Regions from separate parts of the Cricetulus griseus genome. Here region 2 is linked to region 1. Evidence: chromatin contacts called from public Micro-C data. All regions are on one chromosome and are shown on one strand. Each heading gives the region's core, a stretch centred on a gene start, on an enhancer-like site or on the middle of the called end of the contact. The rest is flanking DNA. Distances are from core to core; before and after follow the strand shown. Region 1 overlaps Stam (signal transducing adapter molecule 1). Region 2 holds the start of Hacd1 (very-long-chain (3R)-3-hydroxyacyl-CoA dehydratase 1).

What was found. Hi-C and Micro-C count contacts between places; a contact is called where the count stands out from the background.
Region 2: a Micro-C map of the CHO-K1 cell line shows a contact between it and region 1, with 3 times the contacts expected there. The contact joins the promoter of Hacd1 here to the enhancer-like site in region 1.

The regions. Positions count from the first base shown.
Region 1 is chr3:218,544,593-218,549,062 of CriGri-PICRH-1.0, forward strand. Stam (signal transducing adapter molecule 1) reads right to left here. Exons shown (of 14, transcript XM_027405250.2): 10 at 1,475-1,562; 11 at 1,049-1,103; 12 at 1-105. Among named protein-coding and RNA genes, the nearest start is that of Tmem236, 33 kb to the left of the region's middle. Within about 2 kb of position 2,114, at least 1 of the 6 cell types and tissues checked has open chromatin away from gene starts, as enhancers often do. A contact at or near this core is called in the CHO-K1 cell line, where this site is marked.
Region 2 is chr3:218,607,419-218,611,888 of CriGri-PICRH-1.0, forward strand. Hacd1 (very-long-chain (3R)-3-hydroxyacyl-CoA dehydratase 1) reads left to right here and starts at 2,119. Exons shown (of 7, transcript XM_027405249.2): 1 at 2,119-2,419. The coding sequence starts at 2,283.

The DNA.
Region 1 (4,470 bases), core at 864-3,363:
AATTTTGCATACATAGAATACATTGGATCTTCATTCATTAACTTCGTATACAATGAAAGAGCTTCCATCACCTTCACATTTAGTTCTGAGAGTTCTGAATGCTTTCTGAAACATTACACAATAATTTGATTGCTAAATGATACAATGTTCTAAATAGTGATTCTAAATACAAATAGACAGGACAAAAAGACCTTCTCCCTTGGCTCTGAGACAACAGAAAAATGGTTTCAGGTTAGATCCCATGCTGGAGTACCTGACTGTACCTGGAACTGTCTAGATCTGCTCACTTGTCAACAGATGCCAGCCTGTGGGCTCTGGTAATGCCACCTTAGTAAGCACAGTTATATAAAAAAAGAAGACAGTGAAGGTCCACAGAAGCCTTGCTTTTCAAAAAAGGACAAATGAGTCCAAATCCTCACATCAAGGTGAGAATGGTGAATAGAGAATGGTTCTTTGAAGTACTATCTGTGTGTGTTGTGTACGTGGCAGCTGTATGCACACACAGAGGAATGAGACACACTGGTGGTTTCTATATGGCTCTCTACCTTTCGTTTTGAGACAGGAACTCTTACAGCACCTGCAGCTAATAGAGGCACCTAGGCTGGATGGGCAGAGATCTGCCCATCTGCACCATACGTCTTCCTTCCTCTACCCACCCTCACTGCCCTGGCAGGGTTTACAGGCATGCACCACCATGCTCAGCTTTTTGTGTGGGCGTTGAGGATCCAAACTCAGTTCCTTGCAGTTATGTGGCAGGCACTTTACCATCTGAGCCATCTCTACAGGCTGGAGTACCTTTTTTTTTTTTTCCCCTTGGTTTTTCGAGTCAGGGTTTCTCTGTGTAGCTTTGGAGCCTATCCTGGCACTCGCTCTGGAGACCAGGCTGGCCTCAAACTCACAGAGATCCGCCTGCCTCTGCCTCCCGAGTGCTGGGATTAAAGGCGTACGCCACCAATGCCCGGCTGCCGGAGTACCTTTTTAAAATGGCAGTTTACTGAAATGCTTTCAGAGAAAGATATACAAGTCAGACACAATACAAGTTCTTTACCTATCAATATCTTCCAGCTTCTCATCAATGAGAGGTCCCATCTGGTGACACATCGCTAAGATGACAATTTTAAGGAATAAAAAACAAGAAAGTAAACTTCTGAAAAATATTCATTAAAGAAATGAAAAGTTTAATATGAAGTAATAAAAATATTAATTATCCTTGGTCAACAGAACCTAAAATTCACTGACTTCAATTTTTTTTCATTTTATAAGAAATTTAAGATGCTGAATAAAATAATTTGTATAGTAAGGTTTGTGATATCAACCTCTACTCAAGATTTAAACAGCACATGAAATGTAATACAGGCACAGGAAGAAGGTGTAATGTTCATTTCTAAGATCACTCTCAAAAGCCATTCTTGAGCAGTACAGCAAGATCTCTGGCTATTCTTTGCTTCCAAGGTGGACAGAAAAAAAGGTTTACCTTCGAGATGAAGTAGCTCTGGTAAGTCTGGCTGATTATCACTGGGATCTGTACTTTGCAGCATCTGTAACAACTGGTCCATTTTATCCTACAGAAATTAAACAGCTACTGTCAAAAGCAACCAATCTCTATCAAAGGGTTATGTTCTCACTTTGACAACTCAATTACCAACTAAGATTCCCCCACATAACCCCAGGACAGGTTTTTTATTTTTTTTGTGTGTGTGTAACCACTCTGGCTGCCTTGAAACTAACTCACTTTGTAAACCAGGCTGGCCTCAAACTCACAGAAATCCACCTTCCTCTGCCTCCTGAGTTAAAGGCATACACTACCTCCGCCTGGCTTTAGATTGAAGATTTTTATAGTTCATAGTTAGGTTAATGTTCTTTTATGTTTTTAGCATCTCATATATGTTTTAGCACCATGCAAAAATCAGACCTTTCCATGCTATTTGTAGTTATTTTTCAAAATGTTCATATTAGAACAGGACATCCATTTAAACTTACAGGGTATAATTTCCCCAATCTCTTATATCATGTTCAAGAATTTCACTGTTGTGGAGCAGCTGTAGCTTAGCCACACAACAGTTGGAACATCCCTCTCAAGACAGCCTGCTATGACTAACAACTCAGTCATTACTTCTCACTGGCAGTGAGTTTGACAGCTGTTCCACAGACAGAGCTCAGGCTTTTCACAGCTGTTCTTCTAAGAGGAGCTCTAAGGATTTAATATGTTCTCTTTCCATCAACATTTCGGTTATTCATAAAAGAAGAAAACAGCTTGTGGTTTATTCTTTTTGTGGGAAAGACAGATGATAATATCTCAAACCACTTACTTGGGTCTATCTCAGAATCCCTTAATACTTACGACTGAAGGAACTATAAAACGGCAGGTGCATAAATATACATTATACAAGATCTGTCTTTTCATTTACCAAATTCTATGAAAATTATTACAAATTTTTCTCACTCAAATTTTCTATATAGTGATGCTATTACACAGAGGTAAACACAGCTAATAATTTAAGGACTACAGATTCTGAGTAAAACTATTACTTCAAACACAGACTGTTTGAGAGATGAATTAACTGTTAGGCTGGAAGCAGAGGAAAGCTCCTGTACTTTAAAATGGATGTTCCTTCAGGTAAAAGATTCATGTTCATTTTAAGACATTTTAGGCAGCAGAAACAAACGTTCATCTCCTGTTAATGCAACATGGTTTCTATATGAGCCACAACTGAGTACTCAGACATTTCCTTCTGTAATGCAATCTGGCCAAGCAGAACGTTCTCTGACCCAATTGGACTCCTTAATACGTAGCACTCATCCATATTCTTGTTTCTCTCAAAGTCAAAGGAGCACCACCATCATTTAGACCAGGATGCATATGTGGCTCACTACAAGACCACTTCCCTGGCATGTAAAAGACTCTAGGTGCCATCCCCCGGACCACAAAAACAACAACTGTTTTTAAATAAGCAATTCCAAATTGATCATTTTCCTCCTTAAACTTAATTATATTTCTGCTCATTATCTCCTACAAAATTTTATCTAAATGCACTTTAAAGTCTTTTAGAAGACTATGCCAAATTTCTTTAAAACAAAAATATGTATATAAATTGGCAAGACTTAAATCTGTATGCATTAATGATTTCTATATAGAAGAATATAATGAAGGAACGAAGTTTTAACAGAATCAAATGAGCCAGGATTCAAGGTCATTCATATTCATATTTTATGTCCTTATAGGTGAAACTAATGAGAAAACTTGTTTTTATTTCAAGCTATTAGAGCAGTGCCACTGAATATTTCCATCGCTGCTCAGTGTCACAACAGGAATCTTCAGTAGATTATCATTAAAAATTATTTTTAAGGACTGAAGAGATGATTCAACAATTGAGAACCCTGGCAGCTCTTTCAGAGGACCCACATTCAATTCCCAGCACCTCCACAGCATCAGAATTCCAGTTCCAGGGAAACTCAATGCCTCCTTTCTGGCCGCTGTGGGCACCAGAAATACAAATGGTGCACAGACATAAAAATCCAGGCAAAAATGCCCACACATGTGAAGTAAAATTGAGTGCTGGGATTAATGGTGTGCACGGTTAACACCCCAGCTGGTTTTTTTTTTAATTGTTGCAAAAATGTATGAAACCATTTGACTGTGCTGCCAATATATGGAAATGCTGCTAGAAATCAATGCACCACAGTAAGGTTCATTGTGGGCACAGGATGAGGCTTTTATCTGTACAGCGGAAAAAGAAATGTAAAAGAAGAGAAAGAAAATGGAAAATCATGGCAGGAAGTGGTCTCAAACACATCAGCTTCTAATACAAGAAACAAATGCAAGAAAACCAAGTTCTGAAAAGTGTTCTACACTGATCTATACCAGGGGCCACATAGTCAGCATGAGGACCACACTATCTCTTTAGTAAGTTCTGCACAAAGGCAGCCAGAAAATACATACATATGTATGCATGTATGTAATACAACTTGAGAGAATGTAGTTATATTTCAAATGGGGATAACATCCTATATGGCTTGCTAATTCCATCATTTAATGTTAACTTACTAAGTTAATTCAATACAATATTGATATTACTATTCAAAACAATACTAGTAATAGATTTGAATATAAAAAATGTAATCCCAGGGGCTAGAAAGATTGTTCAGCAGCAGAGAATGGCTGCTTTTCCAGAAGACTAGGGTTCAATTCTCAGCAGCCACATGGCAGCTGACAACTGTCTGTAACTCCAGAGACAGGAGCCCTCCTCTTGCTTTCATAGGCACTAAATATGCACATGGCACTCAGATTTACATACAAGCAAAACTATCCATACACATAAAAAAATACAGCTGCAAACATGGTTCAAGATAAAAACATAACTAATATGAATATTTTCTTCATATGTATAAATAGCAAATTTCCATGCAGCTTAGGGAATTCCAGAGATGCCAAGTTTGGGTTGGATACATAGCCCAGTAGTAGAGTGCTGG
Region 2 (4,470 bases), core at 869-3,368, 63 kb after region 1:
AGGGATTTGGATTCCCAGGAGCTGGAGTTACAGGGTTGTAAACCACCCAACCTGGATGCTAAGAACCAAACTCAGGTCCTCTGGAAGAACAGCAAGCACTTTGAACTGCTGAGCCATTTCGTCAGCCTCTGTCTTATTGGATTATAAAGTCATTATATAATCTGGCTATAACTCCCTTGCTAGATGATTATATTGTGAATATTTTTCATTTTTTAAAATTGTTTTTGGAATAGATTTTTACATTTTTATGTTTAGTTGTTTTTTTTTTTTTAAGTCTTAATCTCTCTTTTCCTCTCTCTGTCTAGTCTCTCCTGCTTTTTTTAGTCGCATGCTAGAAAGGGAAAGGGAAGAGGGCTATTAGAAGCATGATTCTCGAGAGGAAGAGAGAAAAAAAATGAAGAGAGTTAAGTGTGGAGTGCAGTGGGACATTTCTTCCCAGTGGGACAGGAACTTGTTAGTCCAATCCTGGGTTCCCTGTATGTCCACTGTCATTGTCATCATCCTGTCCTGCACCTCCCCCCCACACACTTTGTTCTTTCTAATTTTGTGGTAGTCACAACTAAGACATCTTAGCCATTCTTAAGTTCAGAGTTTCTGCTGTTTTCTTCTAGAAGTTTTATAGTGTTTAATTCTATGATTACTTTGAAATCAGCACCTGTCTGTGATGTAAGATCCATTTGTATGTGGTCATCCAGTTGTTCCCTTTATTGAAAAGATTACAATTCCCACACTGAATTAGCTCAGCTTTTAGTGTATTTGGACTCTGCAGTAACACTGGTCCATGCCTCCCTTTACTTACTATGCTATGTTGAAGATTGTAGTTTTAGGGTAAGGCTTAAAGTAGGCTATGTACATGCTCTTACACTTTCATGGATTTTTAGATTTTAGCTTGTCAAATAAAATCCACTGGCATTCAGAGAGAACTGACATTCCAACACATTGAGAATCCGAGGCCTAGCTTGCAGCTGTGATTTAGTGTTCAGTGCACAGGCCTAGCACGCGCTTTAGTAAACTTATCCATATAACACTTTCTTGTTGCAAGGTTTTACTTATTTTTTTTCTATCCTACATTTCCCAAATTAGGGGAATAATGCTCCTGGCCATGATGAGCTCTTCCAGGTCCTAGTCTTTGCCCAATATGATGTACACAGAGAGAGAGTAGCTCATGGGCTGGCCTGTAGAGTCATTTGTCCTCTCTGCCAGTGTCTAGACTCCTGTTTAGGAACTACCTAACACCTTCAGTTGCCCTTTGCAAAATTTCTTTCCCTGGATTATAAGCAAGGTCACCAGAAAAAGTATTAGCACGCATATCTGAGGTAAAAAACTGTAGCATGTCAGTACCTGCTTTTTGATGGATATTTTACTTAACCCTATGAGGTGCGTTATTCTATTTTTATTTGAGGAAATTTAGGCATACATAAACTACCAAGTCACAGAAAGGTGGAGTCAGGAATTTGGGGGTTGAATTTCAGGAAGCTGACTCGGGAGCCTTCTTTCTTATCCACGAGCTATAAGGGGAATGGAGGCTATCGGAAGGATGGTTCTTGAAAGGAAGAGAGAAAAATGAGAGATTATGTGTGGAAAGCGGGGGTGGGGTGGGTGGGACGGTATTTCTTCCCAACAGGACAGGGAACTTGTTAACCTGCGTCTGGGGTTCCTGTACGAACCCCTAACACCTATCCGGGTTTTGCCACGTCCTTTCCCTCACCTTCCCTTTACAATTTTAGAAAAGACTCGCTAAAACCCACATACCCATCTGGCCCATAATAACACGGGACAAGGCTAGGCGGGCGCTGCTTATCCAGAAGCTCGGAAGACCGAGTCTTTGGTGGGGCGATCCTGCTCCTGGGGCAGAACCCTCGCCACTCCATATGCGCTCACTCCGTCTGGACAAGGAGTACCAGCCGGGCACCCACTGCCAGGACGCGCGTCGCCCGCGTCTCTCTAGGAAGAGGTCGCAGCCAGCGCGGACAGCTCTTCGGCGGGAGCGCGCTGCGCAGTACCGCCTCGAAGCGGTGACCCCGGCTGGCTCACCCCGGGGCCGGGGCCGGGGCCCCGAGTGCGCGCTCCCGAGAGGCGGCGCCGGGGCGGGGCGCGCGGCCGGGGGCGCGCTCCTCCCCCTCGCGGGCAGCCGAGCTGGCGGCGCCGACCCCCCGCGCGTCGCACATGGAGCGCTGGGCCGAGGGCGGCGGCGGCAGCGGGCAGCGGCGCTTCAGTGGCTCGTTCGGCCGGCCCCTCCCGCTCCTGTGCGCTGCTCCTCCAGGCCAGCGTGCGCGGTCACCATGGCGTCCAGTGAGGAGGACGGCACCAACGGCGCCTCGGAGGCCAGCGACGAGAAGGAAGCCACCGGCAAGAGGAGACGCCTAGGCTTCCTGGCCACCGCCTGGCTCACCTTCTACAACATCGCCATGACCGCCGGGTACGTGCGCGCGGCGGTCCTTCCACGCTCCGCGCGCAGTTGAGCCATCTCTCCGGGCTCGGGGACGCGGGGAGCGCGCGCTCGCTCGCTCTCTCGCTCGCTCTCTCGCGGGGCTGCTGGGGGGTCGAACCGCGGCGAGGGCGCGCGCATGGGGTGGAACGAGAGCGCGCTGAGAAGCCTTGAGGGGTCGAGGCGGAGGCGCGCGGCGGGGGGTCTTTTGGAGCGAGAGCGCGCGTGTTGGGCGGCCGGGGGTCGCGGCGCGGCGGGCGCACATGGAGAGGGAGCGCAGGCGCTCGGCCGCTGACGGTCGGAGCACTCTGGGCGCGCGGCCGGGGCGCATAGAGCGAGAGCGCGCGTGCTGGGCCCCTGGGGGTCGCGGGGCGGCGTGGGCGCGCGGAGCGGTGGGGGAGGGGCGCAGCAGGGTTGAATGGAGCGGGGCGGGGCCGCCTGCCGCCGCTCGCTGGGCATTGCCTAATACGGTACACGGCGTGGCGCGGTGGCACGGGGCGCGGGCTGGAGGTTAAGTATAGACCCGGGCAGGAATGCGGGGCCGACCCAAGGGGAGGCGACTTTGGCCCGGCCGCCCCTGTCGCCTCCCGCTGCTGTTGTAGAAACGGTGGGGTCTGTTCACCCAAGCCGGGAGCTGTCCGCGGGCGGTGCACGCTGGACCCCGGGCGTGTGGTTCCTGGTGCTGCAATCGCAGGGCAGTATCTTCACCTACTGTTTCTTTTTAAGCATGGCACTTAGAAATGCTTACTTGGGACTTTGAACACCTAACCTGATTGGGTCAGGGCAGGTGTCCAGCATCGTTATGGCTTTATCCTTTCCAGATTCCCGAACTTTAAAAAAAAAAAAAACTTCAGGCTTAGTGTGACTTGGAAGTTAGGGTTTATACAAGATCAGTCTTCGGAGAGATGTCAAATGACTTAGGTGTCCACGGCGACTCCAACCATTATGAAAATGCCCATAGCTATCTTGCCTTTAGAAAGTTACTTTCTCAATATCGTCGGAAGTTTTAACTTACGTGAATGTGAGGAACCGTTTAGTATTTTAAACTGTCTCTGAGGTTTATAGAAAAAAGTGTGATTGAATTGACCTCTCGGCTAAGTGTAGAAAAAATGTGGCTCTATTTAACAAATGTTCCTGTTGATCATGTATTTTATGTATTTATGATGCCGAACATCAAACATAGTTCATAAATATATATTTATTGGGTTACTGTGTGCCAGAGGCTGTGCTTTTCTTTTTTTTAATACATCATCTCATTTTTCGTTTTCTGCAATCCCGTGAGGGGTACAGAACAATATTTTATAGTGAGGCATGGAGAAGCCTTAAGTCACTGTCAGGAGATCACAACCAGAAAGTGTCAAGCATGAATTTCCACTGAGACTGACTACAGAGCTGTGTGACTTCATCTTTTTGCTGTGTTGGTTCTCATCACGTTTGAAAGTTCTGAAAACTAACAGGCTTAAAACAACTGGCGACAGTCCAGAGTCCACCGTGTTTTCTGCCTTAAAATGCGCCGGGGCTGAGAGACTCGCTTCTCCTCCGAGATAGTCTCATCCAGTTAGCAAAGGTTTTTGGAATACCCACCCCGTTTAGTTGGTTGGCTGTCCCTTTGCTGTCCAGTCCACGCTCTACTTTTAAGGCCGGGTTACTGTTTCAAACGTGAAAACTCACCTCACAATCCCAGTTTAAAATCTTAATGAAAAGTTTTACATGGCCACAGTGACCCTAGCTTGCCCTAACGACCTCAGGGCTACCGTCATCGAAGACCATTTTCAACATACTTTATCTTTCCAGTTTTCTTGCGTTTGAAATCCCCAAGTCGCTACCTTTCAGTGTTCATTTTGCAGCACTTTCCATCTTTGCACACGATGTTTGCTCTTGCAAGGATTAATAATGCCATCCGTGTTCTGGTGACTGAGTCAGCTTGTTTGAACTTCTCTAGGTTCTCCTGGTCTCACCAGAAACGAACTAAAATGACTTGTGCTTTGCGTGCTCACGCCTCACTCCTGTTCTGCCCTATCCAGCAAGCCAGTGCTTATCCT